Linked DNA regions of Sus scrofa: region 1 is linked to region 2. The links are chromatin contacts, called in public Hi-C maps. All regions are on one chromosome and are shown on one strand. Each heading gives the region's core, a stretch centred on a gene start, on an enhancer-like site or on the middle of the called end of the contact. The rest is flanking DNA. Distances are from core to core; before and after follow the strand shown.

Evidence for each region. A called contact is a pair of places that touch in the nucleus more often than the background predicts.
Region 1: a Hi-C map of skeletal muscle shows a contact between it and region 2, with 3 times the contacts expected there. The contact joins the promoter of LRRC20 here to the promoter of TYSND1 in region 2. A contact is called at or near these places in 3 of 47 Hi-C or Micro-C datasets (embryonic fibroblasts, heart right ventricle and skeletal muscle) and 1 of 2 datasets of contacts at active chromatin or transcription factors (alveolar macrophages).

The regions. Positions count from the first base shown.
Region 1 is chr14:73,295,121-73,299,584 of Sscrofa11.1, forward strand. It overlaps LRRC20 (leucine-rich repeat-containing protein 20), which reads right to left and starts at 1,540. Exons shown (of 5, transcript XM_001925274.5): 1 at 1,408-1,540. LOC110256844 reads left to right here and starts at 655. Exons shown (of 1, transcript XM_021073886.1): 1 at 655-2,774. The coding sequence starts at 744. The coding sequence ends at 1,172.
Region 2 is chr14:73,086,355-73,091,000 of Sscrofa11.1, forward strand. It overlaps TYSND1 (peroxisomal leader peptide-processing protease), which reads right to left and starts at 3,264. Exons shown (of 5, transcript XM_001927343.6): 1 at 1,168-3,264. The coding sequence starts at 2,339. It also overlaps a transcript of SAR1A not described here.

The DNA of each region.
Region 1 (4,464 bases), core at 290-2,789, 210 kb after region 2:
ACAGCCAGTCTGCCCCCAGATTAGTGGGGAAAGGCTGGAGGCCATCCTATCAATCTATTCTGTTTCTCTGCAAGGAACTAGGAAAGTCTTTTGAGGAGAGCAGCCTAATCCAACCAGTTTTCCCACACTAAGGCATTACTAATATGTGATTAAACCGGTACAGATGGTAAGTTAGGATCTAAAAGATGAAATGCCAGCAAAGAAGTTGCCCTGCTCTGTGAGAGCTGGTAATTCGGCCCTCCTGCATCTATAATCTGGTTTCACCTGGATACAAGGTTTGGGAAGGGTTGGTTTTTGCTTAAATACTGACTGCAGCCTCTGCTAGGGTTCCCACCCTCTTCAGTGAGAACTCTACCTTATCTGAAGCCCGGAGATCCGTGCAAAAGAGCTGCTGCGACACCACGCCTGCACCAGCTGCCCCTATATTTAGTTACTGGCGTGGTCACTTGGGAACTTTAGAGCCTGGTAGCCGCTCTGAAGGGCAACTCGAGCCTCTTGAGCCATGTGTGCAAGCTCCCCCTCACCAATGGCTCCAGCGGGGTTCTCTGGACCATGGCAAGGGACGGAGCTGCTGGGGAAGTGAGAAGCAGTCTTCTGGATCGGACCCAAGCAGCCCCGAAGGCCCACTCGAGGCCAGGCAGAGTTGACCCAATTTTCCTCCCAAAGAAAAGAAGCCCGCTGGGGCGTGAGCGGGACGGGCTGGCGTCTTGTTTTTGAGCCATGGGGTTCTCAGAGCCCCGCGCATGGCTCTCTACGAGCATCTAAGCATCCTCCGGCTGCGCCTCCCAGGATTGAGGGCGGTGGCCACTCCGGGGTCCCCACGCCTCGCGCTGGGGGCCTGCCTCACCGTCTTCCCCACCCCCCTGGTTCCCGCAGCCAATGGCTCCTCGTTGCCGGCCCTCCGCTCGCCGGGCAGGCGGGGACTGGGGAGAATAAAGCAGGCAGAGGGGGGAACGCTGGTGATCGCGGAGGCCCAGAGGCACGCCCTGGGACAGGCGTATGCAGCCCCCCAGAGAGAAAGCAAACCCCGAAAATGTGGCTTCAGGGACGAAATTTACGAGAGCCTCTCCCAACCGGGGCGCCTCCCGCGGGGAACGGAGATCCTCTCGCCTCCCCAGGCTCCCTATTCCCCGGTACCGCTGCGCCCGCTCCCCGAGCCAGCCGGGGTCTAGCTGCAGTCGGCAAGCCAGAGCGGTCGCGGCGCCGGGCCCCTGGGCACCGAAGAAACCTCAGCTGGTGCACCGCTTCTCCTTCCACCCGGTGACTTGGGGGAGGGGAGGGCACGCTGCAGAATTGGGGACACTTCTCTCTCTCCCCCAGCCCCTTGGGCGCTTAGCCTCAGACTCCGTTTACTTTGCGGGGCACGAAGGTGGGGCCCAGTTCCTGGCTGCTCTCTGCTCCACTTACGGCGACAATGCCTCCTAGCGCCCTGCGCAGCGCAGTCACGCTCCCTCGGCCGCCGGCGGCGCCCCATGCAACAGCAGCTCGCGGGAGCCGGCCGGGAGGGGCGCGAAGGGCTGCGGGTTCTGAGCGCGCTGCTGCGGGGCCAGTCGCTGGGCTAGGAACGGCGCGGGGGCGGGAGCATGCCGCCGAGTGCAGCCAATCAGCGCGCGGGTCCCCACGCCGCTCCCGGGAAAGGCGCGCCCGGAAAAGCTGCCCGCGCGCTCTCGTCCGCAGGGTGGATCCGCTTTGTATTCGACTTCTGGAGGGAAAAAGCTTAGCGGGGCGGGAGTGTAGACGGGAATGTGCAACAGATCCAGGATCAATAGGATTGAGCCTCCAGGTTTGTTTTTCTCAAGGTAGGGGAGTTGAATTAGCCAGATCAGGGGGACTTTGGGAAGCGTGAAGGTGGGGACTAGAGAGCTTTTCCCGTGATGCCTTCAAGGCGGCCGTTCTGTTTTCAGAGGCAATAATTCTGGTGACACGAAATTACTCTACGTCTCCAAATCCCAGTGTTGTTTCCTATTAAGATAGGGGTTAAATGTATAAATACCTACTTCACGGGGTCATTGTGAGGATTGCTACATGGAAAGTTACGTGCAGTGCCCAGCATGACGGGTCAGGGGAGGGGAGCTGCTTCTCAGGCCTAAATTTTCAGAGGATTCCCCATAGACTTTTTTTGGTCCTTCAAATTAGTGAAGTTTTTTCAGTTTTATTGAGGTATAGTTGATTTACAATGTTGCATTTAATTTCTGCTCTACAGCAGAGTGACTCAGTAATACACAATATATATTCTTTTTCATATTCTTTCCCATTATGGTTTAATGGACCATATTGAATATAGTTCCCTGTACTATACAGTAGGGCCTTGTTGTTTTTCCTCCCTGTAGACTCTTTACTAGGCTCTGTGAGGAACAGGAAAGAGATGAGGCCCCCACTCAACCAGCAATGACAGTCAGTGAGTCAAGTGTTCTGATAAACAGAAGCATGTATTAAGTATGTGTGAGTCCTAAAGAAAGAACATTTAATTCCACCCCTGGGGATTGGAGCAGTCAGAGAAGAAACCCACATTTGCCTGGGTCTTGATGGATGTTATGGGTTAATTTATGTCTCTCCCTTCCACCAAAAAAAAAAAAAAAAAAGGTATGTTAAAGACTTAACCCCCATACACATCCCCAGAAAATGATCTTATTTGGAAACAAGTTCATTGCAGATATAATTAGTTAAGATGAAGTCATACTGGCATAGGATGTGACTGGTGTTCTTGTAAGAAGAGAAGAGTTACACAGGCACACGGGGAAAGTCCATATGAAGATGGAGGCGGAGTCTGCAAACCAAGAAAACCCGGGGATTGTGAGCGAGGATGAGAAACAAAGAAGAGGCGTGAAACAGATTCTCCCTCAGAGCCTCCAAAAAGGAACCAACTCCTAGTCTCCAAAAACTGAGGAGAGAATAAGTGTCTCTTGTTTTAAGCTATCCAGTTTGTGGCAATTTGTTTCAGCAGCCCTGGGAAAATACAGAGGGTGAGTAGAAATAAAGGGAAGGGAATGAGAAACATCTCCAAGGAAGTCTTTCAGACCTGAATCCCTAGGGTATGCAAGGCCCTTAGAATCGGGTACAGACTCTGCCCTCAAGAGAGATGACCACTTGGGGCAGGGAGGGGAGAAGCCATGTTTTCTGACTCCTTGTGCTTCTCAGGAAGGTTATGAAAGTCTCTCCACAGTCTCATCATCACCCCATCCCTGGCATACATACCCAGGTACCAGATATAAATACATAGATCAAGGCCCATTCTGCCCAAGCCAAGATCCTTAGTATTTTAGACAAAGCAGATTCTGCTATTTCTGTTTCATTTAAAACCAGCCTTACATTTCTGGCCAACTTCTACATGTGACCATCTTCTCTCCCCTGCTAGGCCTTATGCAGACCTGGGATGGCCTGTACAGTGCTTCAACACACAAGGTAAGCAAGCACTCAGTAAATACCACTGATGGCTCCAGCCTGAGACCTCTCGTGTTCGTGCCTAACATCACTTAGCCTCCACTCCCAGAAATTTCATCCTGAACCCTCCTCCTCCACATGACTCCTCCCCAGCTCAAAGGCCACTTCTTCTCTTCCTGGTGTGTTTTCTCTCCAGAGCACTTGCTGCATCATTCCCATTAATATGGCACTTCTGCACAGGTCTTTTCTCCCAAGACTGCCTGATATGAAATTATCCTGAGCCAGAGCCTGGCATGTGCTAAGTGCTTGTATCAGTCAGGACATTTTTTTTTTTTCCTGCATAGTAGAACACCCCCAAACGTAGAGGTGGCTTAAAAATTATTTCGTTCATGGTTTTGTGGGTCATGATGTTAGGTTGGACTCCACTGGACAGTTCTCTCTCAGCTGGACCCCCTCGTGTTTCTGGGGTGGCTCCTAGGCAGCCAGAGGCTTTGCTTCTTGGGGGTGGCTAGCTGTCGACTCAGATAACTTGGCCACATGTTGCTCGTGCACCAGCATGAGCAGGCTCACGTGGAGCTGCGGGGTTCCAAGAGCAGGAGTATAATCATGAAGGTCTCTCAAGGCCTAGGCTCCAAATTGGCATGTGTCATTTCCATAGTTGTGTTGATTAAACCAAGTCACAATGCCTCCCAGATTCAAGGGTGGGGAAATAGTCTCCATCTCCTGATGGCAGGAGCAGCAAAGTCACATTGCGAGGAGCATGGATACAGGGATGAGATGGAGAATTGGGGCTAGTTTTGCAATCCCCTGCAGTACTCAATAAATATTCCCACACTGTCTAGTATATAGTGGATGCTGCTCAGTAAATATTTATTATCAGTGCTAAGATTTTCAATGGCAATGTTTACAGACTTCACTCAACACAAATAATTGGCAATTTTTTTTTTTTTTTTGTCTTTTTGCTATTTCTTTGGGCCGCTCCCGCGGCATATGGAGGTTCCCAGGTTAGGGGTCTAATCAGAGCTGTAGCCACTGGCCTACGCCAGAGCCACAGCAACGCGGGATCCGAGCCGCGTCTGCAAC
Region 2 (4,646 bases), core at 2,014-4,513:
AATGCTAGCACTTCTATAGCTCTTATTAGGTGGCAGAGTCTTCCAAGACTTTACAGTGTCAGGTTATGGGACAGCAGCTTAGATGGATTAAGGGAATTGCCCTAGATAGATTATAGCTTCCTGCTACAAATTCTGTAGGGGTAGCTTCCAGCAGAACTGATGAGTTCCCTGGGATAAGAGTATGTGGGGATGGGGGGCAGGGGAGGGGTGAAGAATTGGGGACCATACGCAGAGGAAAATTCTCATCATGTCTTCCTTATAAAATCACGGCTCTTCCATTGGTTGCCAGAGGGGACTTCTATGGCAAAGCTGGGCTGGGTTAACCTCGGAAGTTCAGTAGAGGCAATTGGAAAGGCCTGGGCTGAGGCTGGGTTGAACTGGTACAGCAGAACAAGTATTAACACTTGGTCTTATACTGCTTTGCTTTGGCCTAAGTTAAGCACCTGGGCTACAGAAGAAACAGAAAGAACATGAATTAGAAAACCAAGCCAGGAAGCCATGGCTTCTGTCTCCACTGTCAGAGCAAGGTGAAGTAAAGGAGGGCAGGAGTGCCTTCCCAGTAGAGAAGGAACAAATGTTGGAGGTCCCAACCTGGCTGCCAGGATCACCCAACCACTATTCAAAATGTACCTATCTACCTGGGCTCCCCTCCCATATTCTAATTAGGTTGAAGGTCATATTCTGTTCATTTGGATCCGGAAGGGACTTCTGGTTAAGATCTAAGAGATAAATCAAGTAAGATTAACAGGCTCCTCCCCTTACCCCTAGAGGGTGCCTTCCTGGGCCCCCAGGACTTCGCTACCACCTTCAGGGGAGAGAGGACAGGGTTAGAAGTCTCTATTCAAGGGCCTACTGGTGTATGGGTCCAAGGCTGAGACAGAGAAGTTGCCCAGGAGGAATTCAGTCTGGGAGGGAGAGGTGGGACACCCCACAGTCCCCCAATCCAGTTGCTTGGCATCTTGCCCAAACCCAATTCACCCCTTGCCAGGAGGGCCCAGAACTGGAGTTCTGGGTGCCAAGGATAAGCGGAGGGTCCTAAGTCTATATCCACACTGCACCACCAAGACACGAGTGTGATGCCAGAAGGCCTCCATAAGCCTCAGGATTATAATCCGAGGCCTGAGACCTGGTGAGTGGGTGGAGTGGGGGTAACCTTGAAGGCCTTACTTCGGGGTGGTGGAGCGAACCAGGACACCGGCTGCCTCCCGAGGGGCCACATGCCGGCAGGTCACCACAAGTCGGGGCGCCACGGCCACTCCAGAGCCCCAGACGGAACCGCACTCCACTAGCACAGCCGCGGCTGCCCACGGGGGGCCGGGATCTCGGAGGGGCCGGTCCCACGGGGCGCCCATCTCTTGCGGTAGGAAGGCAGCCAGGGCATCGGTGCCGGGGTGCAGGTGGCAGAGCGCGTCTCGGGCGGCGCAGAGGAGAGGAGCGGCGGCACAGAGCAGGGTGAGGCCCACCCACTCGCGGGCCTTCCAGCAGAGGGGCGCCGCCACCAGCGCCACCAGAGTCCCCGCGGGCCGCGCCGCGAACACGCCGCCGCCCTCGGTGCCTGGCAGGCAGCGCGCGTCGGTAAGCAGCAACGGGCCGGCCGAGTTGCTCAGCACGCCGCGGCTGAGCGTATTGAGAAAAATGTCCGGGCAGAAGGCCCCGAACGGGGAGCCGCAGGCCAACAGCGGCGCGCCCTTGGGCACAGCCCCGAGAGGCGCCACCGCCACTATCGGCCCGCGCTCCACCGCCTCCGCCTCCCTCTCTGGGTCCGGCAGCACGCGCAGCAGCGCGAACCAGCCCAACGCTCTCAGCTGATCCTCCTCCTCCTCCTCCGACACCTCATCCTCCGGTGCGGCGCTTGCGAAATGCCACTGCTCGGCTGTCTCGCTGCCAAAGAGGCGCGCGAACTGGCCCCGGAAGATTGGGCAGCTCAGCAGCAGCAACAGCTCGGCGGGGCGCGGGGGCTGCAGCTGCCGCCCGCGGGGCCGGGCGGGCGGGCCAGGGTCCAGGCCGGCGCACTGGGGTGTGCACAGCCCAGCGCGGCCCCGCTCTGCGCGGCCTGCGGGACTTGCAGCCGTTGGGCCCCACTGCACGTGCAGGCGCAGGTCGTCACTGCAACTGTCTCCGGGTAGGAAGGCGGCGCCGGCCACAGTCAGTGCCCCGCTGCCGGCCCGCAGGAAGTGGGTGAAGATGCCTCCGTGGCACAGCACCAGGCCCGGGCGGCGGCTCAGGATCACCCCGCTGCAGCTCCATAAGCCCGCCTTCGGCTGCCCCGCCCGCGAGGCGCTCACCATGCAGCCCGCCTGCTCGGCCGCCCTCATGGCTGGCCCCCACTGCCGCCCCATGGCCTCTGGGACGGCACACAGGGGCTTCCAGGACTATGAGCGAGCGAGCGAGCAAGAACCGCGACAGAGACCGATTGACCACACGAAGGGCCACCCAAACCTGAAGGAGAGGTGCAGGCACTTGTCGCCAGTCTTCTTCGTCCGGCCGGATTGGCTGAGCCCCAGATGGCCTGTCCTGATTGGCTGGGCTAGGGGCCGAGCCCTGATTGGTTGCTGAGGCTGACCCCGCCTTTCCCCGTCCTAGTGGTTCAGATGGTGAGAGCTAGAGGGAGAGGCGGAACCCGAGGATCAGCTCCAGGAGTGAGACAGGAGTGTGGCTTTACCGGTAGAAGAGGCGTGCTGGTCCCTTGGAAGCCTAGTCTCGTCTCCGTTGGCTGCGCTACAGGAAAGACAATAGAAATGTGCGCTGACATGGCTAGACTTGCCCAGGCGAAGACAGGACCTGTCAGTATCAGCCCAGGTGTAGGGGACATCCGACCTCTGATGCCTGGGATAAGACGGGCAAGGAAATACTAGGCCCATTCAGTATTTTGAAATTCTGTAAGTAAACCCTACAGCAGTTTACTGGGGGGCATGGAGCTCACAAGGTTACACCTAGGGCCTTTTGATGACCCACACTACATATCTCATGGAAACCAGGTTTGCTCAAATAAAATTGCCCTTTAAAACTATGATGAACCTTAGCTTCAGCCAGTTTTTAATTATACAACCCTATAGTTTGCGGTATGCACATTTCACACAATGACATAACCACCATCCAAGATTTATCTAGGTTAGGAGTCGAATGATTTTTCTGTAAAGGGTCGAAGTGTAAATAACTCAGGTTTTGTGGGCCATACATTCTGCCTCACATACTCAGCTCTGCCTTTATAGCATGCAAAAGCTAAAGGAATGGGGTGGCTGTGTTCCAATAACTTTACTTATAGACTCTGAAATTTGAATTTCATATAGTTATCGCATGCCACAGAATTGCATTTTTTTTTTTTTCTCACAGGCCATACAAAAACAGGCAGCAGGCCAGATCTGGACCACAAGTTGTAGTTTGCCACCCCTGATCTAAGCTAATATAAAACATCCCTACTTTTCCAAAGAAATCTCTCTGAGGACAGAGGGACAAGGATGTTTTGAGGTCACTGCAGGATATCTCTGAAGGTCTGTTTATCGCAGTATCACTGAAGTACATAGTAATTTAAATAAGATTATTTTAGTACATATGTCAGCATTAATGGAAACCAATCACTACTTAAATTACATAACTCTTCTGCTTCAAATTTTTGAATAAACTATTGCTGCTTGGTGTATCCCCAGCACAATGCAGGGTAATGCTCATTGCTCCCAGTGACACAAACCTGTTTGAGAATGGGACATGTTGAAGACTCCACTACAGTATGATACAGGACTGATATAAGCAATCTTCCCTTAGCAGGTACTGTCGTCTTCTGGTTCTGTGACACAGAAGATGGCTCTATCACAATAAAAACTCTTTTAACTATTCCAACTTCCTAGCAATAGAGTTTCTCTCTGGAGTCCAGTGATTCTCCCTTAATGATGTGCAAGCCTCCAGTATGAAGTTATCAGTCATATTTTTCTGTTTATGGCACATCACAGTAGAGAGTCCCAAGTCATAGTCAACAGCCAAGATGAGACCCCCTTGAGTGCTGGGCTCATTGACTCAAGCCTTTAATTTTCATGTTCCACTCCAACTCAAATAACACAAATCCATATAAACATAAAATCCATGTAAACATGGACATTAGTTTCAATCACAAGATGCTTTCAATAATTTAATACCTAAAGAGAACCTGCTGCATTTTGGTCGCATTCTATTTTGCCACAGTACTTTGGTTTTAGAAACTCATTTGCGTTTGTTTAAAAGCAAGGCTTCCTATAAGCCTAGTAAATACACAAGCACAGATTTTAGCACTCCCCGTTTTGCTAAATGAAGAAATCAACTGCATCACTCCAATTTTGTATTCAATCATGAGTGAAATACAACTAAACTGAATCCAGTTCTAGGTAGCATGTTAATAAGAGATTTTGTTCAAAAGTCTGCCATGTCCATCCTGTTGCAAAAATGACCACCAACCCTGGGATCACCGAATGTTCCAAGGCTCTCAAATAGTACTTAATTTCTTCCCATAAGTGGGAAGAACTTTTGCTCCCCCCACCAACAAATTTCATGGCATGTTCAAATTCTGAACAAACCAATGCCAAAAAAAAAAAAAAAGAGAGAGATAGTAAATTTGTTTCAACTTTTTATTAAAACACTTAGGATACAGATTGACTTTCTTCTGTAAATGACTTTTA